2 separate regions of the Siniperca chuatsi genome follow, and region 2 is linked to region 1. A link is a contact called in public Hi-C data. All regions are on one chromosome and are shown on one strand. The core of a region is the stretch at or near the end of the contact, and the rest is flanking DNA. Distances in the headings are between cores, read along the strand shown.

Region 1 (5,015 bases), core at 1,181-3,680:
AATCGAATCAAATTCCCTTTATCACATAAAAAAACAGAAACTCTTTAAATTCAGCATTTCCCCCCCCCACAGTGCATAGCAACCGTCTGACATCCCCACAGAGATGAAACCCCCACTAATGCAACTGGCATAACCAGTATCACTGGATCAATGCTGCCATCTACTGCTACTTTTAAGACTCTTCAGCATTGCATAGTATACAATATTTAGAGTAATGAATGAAATAGTTAAGAATTTGAATTGACAAATCTAGTTTGGTTTAGAAAAGCAAAATGTATTTATTTATTGGCAAAGCAACAATACATGCCAATGTATTCAGTTTCTGTAGGCAGTAATGAGGGTTTTACAGATTCAGCAGGTCTGCCTGTTTTGTCTTCCAATTCACTTACCCCTTTCACCCATCTCCACACCATATACTTTGTCCTGTGGAACAGCACTCATAGGGCTCTCCTGAATTCCTTCCAATGGTTATTAAAAGGGAGGAGAAAATACATCAGGGAGATGTATGGGGTAATGGCAATATAGGAACCCAAAATAGATTCAAGGGCTTTAGTCATCAAATAGTATACTGTACAGGTGTGGTTTTATGGTTTAGGCTTTTTTACTGCTTCCATTGCAGCCTTGAAGCATTTTAAATCATAAGCATTTTGTGGGAAAGCGCCAATACATCCCATACGTCAAGTGTTAACAACAATGCATAACAGCAAAGGTCCCACAAGACACGGTGACAGCCAAGATTTTGGTGTTAAATTGCAGTGTTTATTGCCTTGTGAGTAATATAAGTGATGGAAACAGCACCTTGCATGGAATAAATATGTCATAGAGATTGCAAGGTGTAGATTCTTCTCTAATAGCTATAGCATTTAGTCCACTTCGATCTTTCTTAAATTAAACAGCAAAAAAGAGGGGCGGTCTTTAAATTGTCGCTGCAGTGCCATCCCCGTTTCTCTTACTTGAGCTTTACCAGGCCAAAATCTGTGAGGATGTTTCCCAGACATGAAGGAGAAAATCATTACAGTTTAAATTGATCTAATTAATATGGAGGACAGATACCGAGGCACATCTGATTTGGGTGGAAGTCAAGCCTCTCACGCCGCTCGCTTGACCTGCTCACTGAACGATGTCAACAGCACCAGAAGCACTTGGTTCCAGGTGCTTGAGTCACTCACCCACAGTGAGCCACAGGATAAGGAAAGAAAAAAAAAAGAAAACCTTCCAGGCAGTCAAAGAAACTGAATAAGCCACAGAAGAGAAGAGAAAAATTACTTTATATTATCAAAAAGGTAGAAGGTAGAAGACTTAATCTGGCCTTACTAAAGGCAAACATCAGTGCAAAGTATAGGCTATGCATGAAAAGGATATTAAAACAAAACATTACATCACTGTCACGGCTTACTGAGACACATGAATAGAATGGAGCCATTGTTAATGTCATTAGTAACACCTGTGCTTTTTCTACTAGTCAAAATGTCTGCTGTGAAAAGGGCATTTTGTATTCTGGACAGCAGCTTATCTTAATTAGAAGATCACTGTTCTTTAACGAGGAGTGGATGTCTTTTGGCAAGTCTTATGACTCTAGATTTGTTTAGCATCAACCAAAAAAGGTATGGCATTTAAAAGACATTCTCCCTCTCACTTAAGCAAACACATACTTGCACATGTTTGAGTGCACACACATCTAACAAACCATTGGTTGCTTCTCTTTATCAGAAAAGAAACACAAAATGAAAATGAGAAGGCAGACAAGATGTCTGTAGAACGTAAGCGATGAGCTGATAAGTCAATCAGCAGAAAACGAATCTGCAATGATTTTGATAAACGATTAATCGTTTGAGTCATTTATCAAGAAACAATTCCAGACATTCTCTGACTCCAGCTTCTCAAATGTGAGGATTTCCTGCTTTCCTCTTTGTTATATCATTGTGCATGTTTCAGACTACAGTCTATGGTCAAAACCAACAGACCAAACAAGCAGTTTAGACTTGGATTCTGGGATTGTTTTTTTGTTTTTTTAAACTATTTTCCGACATTTTATAGACTAAACAATTAGTCTATAAATTAATTTAAAAAAAGATTAATAGATGAATCCATAATGAAATAATCAGTTGCATGCCTAGAAGGCTGATTATAAAAATGAGTAGTTTACCATTAGATAAAGTTGTAGTAGTACAGGTAAAGTTAAAACACATTTTCAAAAAGTTTTAGGCTAAATGTTTCAACAGCTCTCCTGTTCTGTGTTCTTACTTAGTAGCTCCCAAAGAAGATTAAATATGCCATGTATTACAAAACATTTATAAGGAAAGCATGTTTACATTCATCCGTATTGTTGCAGTTTAAACAAATTAGCTATTTTCAAAGTAAAGATAAAACATTTCCAGCATAGATGAACATACCGTAATTTATGTGTCGTAAAGTAACCGCTGTTCACTACGACGGAAGCACAAGTGTAACAGCCTTTCACTTTACGACAACATAGGCCTTCCGTTTGTATTTCGCAGAGCGCTTTTTTACGCTAGACGTTAGCATTCATATCACTTGGAGAGTGCCAGTATTTGCTCAAATACAATGGGAATAGAGGAAGAAACGGACCGGACGCTCTTCATAAGAAATTTAGATGCAAGAGTGACGGAGGAGCTTTTGTTCGAACTGTTTTTACAGGTGCTGTTGTCGCTAACGTTAGCCATAGCTAGAAAATGTCAAGCGTATGGATAGCATAACACACATAGCGTTAATGCTAACAAATCGAAAGCGAGTTTAAATTACCCCAAAATGTTAAGTTATGATGTGTACAATACGTGTGGCTCCTTTACATATGTTGTAACACTAATGTTTGTTGTAACTTATACACGCTGTGGAAAATTTCAAGAGATGTTCTTAAGTCATTTATGGCAGCTAGCTATCGTTAGCTTTAGCTAGTTGTTGTTTGTGTACAACATTAATTTAATTGTTTTTGCAGGCAGGACCTCTCATCAAAATAAAAATTCCAAAAGACTCGGATGGGAAACAGAAAACATTTGGTTTTGCTGTTTACAAACATGAAGTGTCCGTGCCATATGCCATGCAACTACTCGACGGGACATCGCTACATGGGAGAACTCTTCATGTGCAGTTCAGATCAGGTGACTTGACTTTTATTTTTAACCATTGAACAGTTTTGACAATCTGTCATTCATAATCATTACTTAATCTAATGGGGTTACACTGCCAGAAACGTGTAAAAGTAGCCCCAGTTTGTGCTCCTCATGTATTAGCATACATTCGGGTCACAGAGTTAACCATCGTTTTCTCTAAAAGACAATTCAGAATCAAATACTTTATTGATGACCGAGAGGAAACTCTTTAAACGACGAGACTGAACTACGGCAACAGGCAGCATGGGTGTTTTAAAAACACTTACCGCTGTTCTGATGATATTTTCAGAATCCTGTTTTAACTATATAGATGAAAAAATATTGCGATAAAAAATACTTTTAATCCGTTTCCCGAGTTGCAACTCTGTGTGTGTGTGTGTATGTTAATAAAATGCTCTTACAAGTCTAACATGGCTGTTAACATCAACTCAAGTTGTCCCAGAAACAGACACTCCTGCTTACTTGGGTTACTGCGCCTGCTTCTCTACGTAACCCCATTGACTTGCTGTCTCAAAAACTGCACCCATCACTGAGCTAAATAGCACAAAATGTGATGCATCAATATTCGCTGATCTATGCCGAACAATACTAGTACTTATTCACCTTTATCCATGCAAGGGTAAGTTTGATTTACCATACCATGTTTTTATGCCATGTGGAAAGACTGTAATAGGACTAAAACCAAGACATTAAATTATCGCACTTTGCATAAAAATAAAGATTGAGTCATGATCTGTTTCATGTCTATTCAGGTTTGCGTGACAACTAAACCCACAGCAAGTTAGCCCAAAGAGTCCAATTTCATATTTCTCACAAACTTGGTGCTGGCGAAGCCTTAAACCTCCTTGTGAAGGAAGAAGTGTGTTTTATGTACCTGATCAGAGGGCTCTTAATGCACAGTAACACCATACATGATAGTGGACTGAAATGAACCAGGCTGGAGCCACGCTTAAGCCAGGTTTAACAAGGCTTGTATTACTTTTCCCACTGCTTGTTGCAATTGTAAATAATATCAATACATTTGTTCTTTTTGTACAAGGAAACCATTCATTTTAAAATAGACCTGGCCTTTTTTCTATTTTCTCATATTCAAATGTGAGTATGTGAATACTGTGTGTGTGTGTATATATATGACTGACTACTGTATCATCTGGTGAGAACAATAGTTGTCATGTGTTCCTGTGAAGTATGTAGAAGTTTCTCCAGGCAAAATGTTACTACTGTCATTAATTATAATACTGCTTGTTTCTAAAGCATGGCAGTTTTGAGTGTCCCTGTTTTTATTTAATTAAACATGTATCACACAGTGTCACACATAATAAAAGTACAAGATTATTGTACTTGCACATTGTGGCAGTTATTTTCAAACTTGAATTTTGTCCTTTACTAATAAACTGTGTTTTGTTCTCTTTCCCCTATCATAGGTAGCAGCCATAGCAGCAGTCCAGGGAACTCGCAGAATTCAAGTCCTGCAAATACCCCAAATCCCCATGGCCAGAGGTAAGACTGTCTGTCTCATGAACAGTTTGTCCAGCAGCGCCTGAAACAAAATTTGGTTGTCATCAGCATCAGTGGCATTCAGGCATGCAAACTTGTCACCTTTCTGCGAAAGTCACCGTTTTGAATCCAAAATAGGTTATTTGTGGGATGTGAGATACGATGGCTTTGAAAATACACCTACCTTTTTTTATAAGGGTTATCTGCTATCTGAGGGGGTAAGACAAACAACTGTAGCAGCTGAAAGTGTATTTTCCCCTTGTTTTCATCCGTTTTGAATTATAAAGTTAATTGTGTAAAATGTGTGTAAATTAATCCTAACATTGGGTCATTTCTTTTCACTGTTTCTTCATAAGCTTAAAAAACACTTTTAAACATTTTTACCAA
Region 2 (5,015 bases), core at 1,752-4,251, 130 kb before region 1:
CATTAGACTGATGCCCCTTAGTGCTCTAACACTATCACTGAGCTGTATAATCTGGCTCTGACACAGTTGTCATGCATCATTTTTACCCAGAGAATCACAAGATAGATTCATGACATTGGAGCGGCTGATAACTGTTCAACAGAGGAAGAGAGGGTTGCCTAATCACCATACCGCTGTGGCTGCTAACAGCCAGTTTTCATATTAGACAAAGCCACAATTAGATCCTATCTGTCCCAGGTGACAGCTCCCGTAGCAACAGGCAGGGATGTCTGCAGTTTCACCGCAATATCTTACACCACAGTCTTGTTGTAACATCTTGCAATAGTCAAGTTCCTTAAACCTTAACTAAAGCTCACAATTCATGAAACTTTCCATCAGCCTGTTGCTGGATGTGGAATCACACTGAAGAAAATTCCAATAACACACACCTCACTATGGTAAAAATACGGTGTCCCAATTCCAGACTGTGTAGATACAAAGTATAAAGTACGCTATCTACTCATGTTGACAGTGCACTATTTTGACGTTTAGTAGACAATAAAGTACACATATCACTAACCGGGAAACGGAAAACTATGTCTACTACTGTGAGCACTGTTTTTATAGGGACTTTTTGTTTGTCTAAGATTTGTTTTCATTTTTATAAGCTTAGAGTATTTTCTTAATTTTCTCTTGGTCCTTGTATTGTGGGACACTATAAAATCACATTATGATCATTTATATGCTGGCATTTTCTTCATTTTTTGTCATGTTTCCAGTGTTAACACTGTACATACTCAAAACACAGAATAAGTAGGCCTATATAGAGTGTAAAATTCGCGCATCAAACTACAGTACACTCTTAAGCCCTGCTCGACACCAGTTTGATCAAGTAACAGTAACTCTCAAAGACTGTGTGATTTGTCAAGGTTTGACAGCCAAGAATCTCGGTGTTATGTTTGATCTTACTCTCTCTTTTGATCAGCAAATTAAAGATTTCTGTCCTTGGCTGATGCAGAGCTCCTAATTCACACCTCTGTTTCATCCAGACTTGATTACATGCACCGTAACATTTTGTTGTCAGGCCTGCCGTGTGCTTGTAATAAAAGTATTCAAATGGTTGAAAATGCTGCAGCCAGAATCTTAACTATAACTACAAAATTTGATCATATCACACCAATTTTAGCTTCCCTTCATTGGCTCCCTATCCATGCCAGGTGCTTCTGATGACTTACAAAATTATAAGTTTTGTAAAGTCTGTTTGTTTGTGTCCCACAAGCACAGCTCTGAGCCTATCTCTCTCTCTCTAGTTTCTCCTCCTTGTCCTTTCTTTCCATTCAGGCTTCTCTGTGCTGGACCATCAACCATCCTGGAACCTCTCTCTCTCCTGGCTGTCGGTGCCTCATTCAAGATGTTTGGATCTGGATCTTTGTCCTCCAGGAGATTCAGCCTCTCCTCTTGTCTCTTTCTGTCCCTTGTGTGCATGTTGTCATTGTCACTCTCTCTCCCTTTGTGTGTCTTTCTTTCTCCTCTCTGTGTGAATGGTGTGCTTAAGATTTGCCTCTTGTGTGTCTGCCAGGTCTCTATGGTGGAGAGGAGGTCGTGTGGCTCAGGTTCTGTCTGTTTGGGGACACCTGAAGTTGCTCAACATCGTCCCGAATCCATTCTTCACATGTATACAATCTTTCTATAATTTTGTCACAGTGTTCATACTGTCATGTTACGGTGTTGGCAAAACGTCTGCTGTGAATAAGGTCTACCTGCCCCCTTTAATTCCCACATTACAGTCTGTCATCAAGAAAACGAGAAACAGCTGCTCAAGAAAAGCCGTGGCTGCCTTCGGAAGGTCCTATCATCTCATCTACACTGATAGGGACTGCATTAATCAATAGCAATTTACACATATGAGTGCATTGGGGTACACAGGTTTAACATTTATTTAATTTTTTGCTTCAGTGGACCAGTTACTATTTTCAGAAGTGTTTTAATGTGTTTTGGCAGAATTAATACACTAATTCACTCAAACTCTTTCACTGTTTTTCATGCAAATAACAATTAATTAATGGAAAAAACAAAGTCAATTTGTATAAAGATTATTTTAGCTTGTCATTAGATATATCTTTAAATAGGAAACTAGGCTAAAAAAAAGTTTGAAAGGCTATATGAAGTTAGCAAGCTGACAGACAGCCATTTATAGCTAAAGAATTGCCTAGCTTAAACTTACACATCCAACACACAGAGCAACATTAGCATTCATTAATAGGGCAATATTCACTCTCCTTTTTTTAGTGCTGTTTTGGTCTCCAGGAACTCCAGAGAAAAAATATCTTGGTCTTTAGCTTGCTAGCTAGCTGCTAACTTTGTCTGTTGTTTGTCACTGGGCAGGTAGCATAGTTGGTTTATTAGAGCTTATTTGCTACTTTCTTTCTCCCTTTTTCCATGGTGTCACTGTAATATATCTGACATTCAAAAACTGGGAGGACGAGGGCTGAATTTGCACTCTTAAAGTGGATTACTGAGGTTTATTTTTCATTACACTACAGTATATGGGAGGGAGGGCTGTAGCTGTATTTCTTGACACCCAAATTTAATCCTTTCAGCATCACCCACAATAATCGCCTTGTGCATTCACAACTTTCTCTCCTCGCTGGAAGCCTAAACCCCTTCAACCTCACGGCCGTGAAGAAATCTTACTTGTGTCGTTTTCTGTCGCTGCAGGGAGAAGTTGACTTGCCACGTTGGTGGTGTCCATGCTGGAAGGGGCGGAAGGCGATGCTCCTGAACATCCCGTCCTCCGCTGGCTCCTCCAGCCTCAGCTGAGGGATGAGATGCCCAAAGGCCATGTCCTCTGTAACAGGTGTGCGCACACTGTAATCGGTGCGGGGAATACTACCTGCGACCCACTGAAGGCTACACCACTATTGGCCTGCAGTCGGATCGTCTCTGCTGTGCGGGCTGCAAGGCGAGGTGGAACTCGTTCTCAAAGTGGAGTCTGGGGCAGGTGTCCTCGAGAGGGTTCCCAGTTAAGTGAGGAAGTTATTTCACTCACTTTGTGTCTCACAAGTAATTAGCACAATGTTTTTGACTATAAAAATCTTTATTCTATCAGACTCTTCAGTGCCCTCATTATGTCTCTGCCTACATTTGAGATTAGAGGGTAAAATGGGATGTACAGAAGTAGAAAGGCATTTCACACACTATTTATACTGTAATTGCATACAAGAACTTAACTTTCATAGGCACATCATACACCTTTTGGGACTAAGATTTTTCTGAAAGGGTAATTGATGTTTGCCTGAATGGTCATGATTATTATTATTATTATTATTATTATTCAACAACGTGTTAAGCACAAGCATGACATATTTATTAAGTGTCCCCTGTCACAGACAGAGGATTCGGAATATCATTCAGTGATTAGGCCTCATAACAAATGTGTTAAAGTCGTTGTTGGCTTCTAGGATATGATACAAAAAGTGCCACCATAAGAGAAATGTCGTCACCACAGATGTCAAAATGTGTGTGTGTTATTTAACCTGCCACTTGCTGGTGTAGTAGTGGGTGAGATAATCTGAAGACTTGAATGCTATAGGGTCAACTTTTGCACATAGTTATGAAATGATGCAAACTGTACTAATACCCTTCATGTACAGCATATTTGGATCAACATTTTAGATGAACACCCTGTAGGTCAAAAGGAAAACGTGTTATACCACAGGTTAGAGTCTGAAGGTGAAATCCTCAGCCAAGTGGTTCTCTTCTTCAGAGTATAGAATTATGGATCTCCTTTGTCTAATTTAGCTGACAGTTCATTTTACTTGCTTGCTCCATTAAAAGATACTGTATCATTAATTGCCTCATTTTTTAAATTAGATGTACTAATAGCTTTCAGAATTGAGTTTCTAGTGTACTAAATTGATATTCATGCATCTTGCTTTCCTGGTTTAATAAAGAAAATCAAATACTTTAATTATTGACTATTAAGATATCTTGTTGGCTGTTTATCTTGTAAACACTAAGCTTAGTGTGCAGACATTTTTTGACACAGCACCAAAAAAGGTGATTCATCCTGCACCGACTTAATTAAAAGCTGAAACACATCACCATTGTTCTAGTTAAACAACACTTTTTCTCAGCTATAACGTCAGAGAATCACAATGTAAATTAATGCTCACATTTATCAGGGATGTCATAGGTGCATTAATCATAATCGGGCCTGTCAGATAGAACAGTATCAGTTAGTCAGTTTACAATTTAGCCTCCACAAATGGATAATTTCTCCATAGTCCATCTATATGCAACTCAAGTTTTAAAAGTGAAATTGCAGCAGAGAACAGTGTGTGTCAAAAATAGCATGCTATTAACCTCTCTATCTAAATGTATGGCAGCACTATAATTAGTGTAGTTGTCAGAGTGCGAAATATACTTTAGATGTGGGTCACAGAGCAATGTTCATTAGCCAGAGATAATCAGTGCAAAGACACGCAAAACACTGGTAAAAATCCACAGTATTATTCCGAAAGACTGACAATAGTGAAGCCAATTTGTTGCTTTCAGTGGCGTGCTGGAATGTTTTTCACCCGTCTTTTTAAAGCTGATTGTCAAAGATAATAGATGATTAGCTTTCAGATGAATGAAACCTGGATAAGAGGTTTTTTTATTGTTAAAATGGAAACAACAGTCTACACTTCTGCTGCACCCCTATTTATCATTATATTGTGTTGCACTTGGTTCACATGTCAGGTTCCACCAGAGGGAGCTTTAAGCAAAGCCACTCACAGTACCTGGACCCAATGAGATCCACTAACAATATTACTGTCATGTTCTTCCATTGAGCCATTTAGGACAACTGTGCACCGTGGACCGTTACATAAATGGATAACTTTTATAATTTTTTTAACAATATTCATGGTAAAATTAGGTTACAGTTATCTGTGGGGACCCAGGAATTAAGAACTGGTGATTAGTGACAAGGTCATTGTCAAGAAAGACGAAAATATTATCCAGACCTCACAAACTTCGATTAAAAAAGAATA

Evidence for each region. Hi-C and Micro-C count contacts between places; a contact is called where the count stands out from the background.
Region 2: a contact with region 1 is called in a Hi-C map of skeletal muscle, with 7 times the contacts expected there. The contact joins the promoter of gramd1bb here to the promoter of rbm7 in region 1. A contact is called at or near these places in 2 of 3 Hi-C or Micro-C datasets (skeletal muscle and an unstated tissue).

Annotation. Positions count from the first base shown.
Region 1 is chrLG7:10,370,984-10,375,998 of ASM2008510v1, reverse strand. It overlaps rbm7 (RNA-binding protein 7), which reads left to right and starts at 2,430. Exons shown (of 5, transcript XM_044203044.1): 1 at 2,430-2,658; 2 at 2,957-3,119; 3 at 4,556-4,631. The coding sequence starts at 2,566. LOC122879198 (a long non-coding RNA gene) reads right to left here and starts at 2,445. Exons shown (of 3, transcript XR_006378650.1): 1 at 2,394-2,445.
Region 2 is chrLG7:10,500,166-10,505,180 of ASM2008510v1, reverse strand. It overlaps gramd1bb (protein Aster-B), which reads right to left and starts at 3,001. Exons shown (of 24, transcript XM_044201582.1): 1 at 2,674-3,001. The coding sequence starts at 2,822.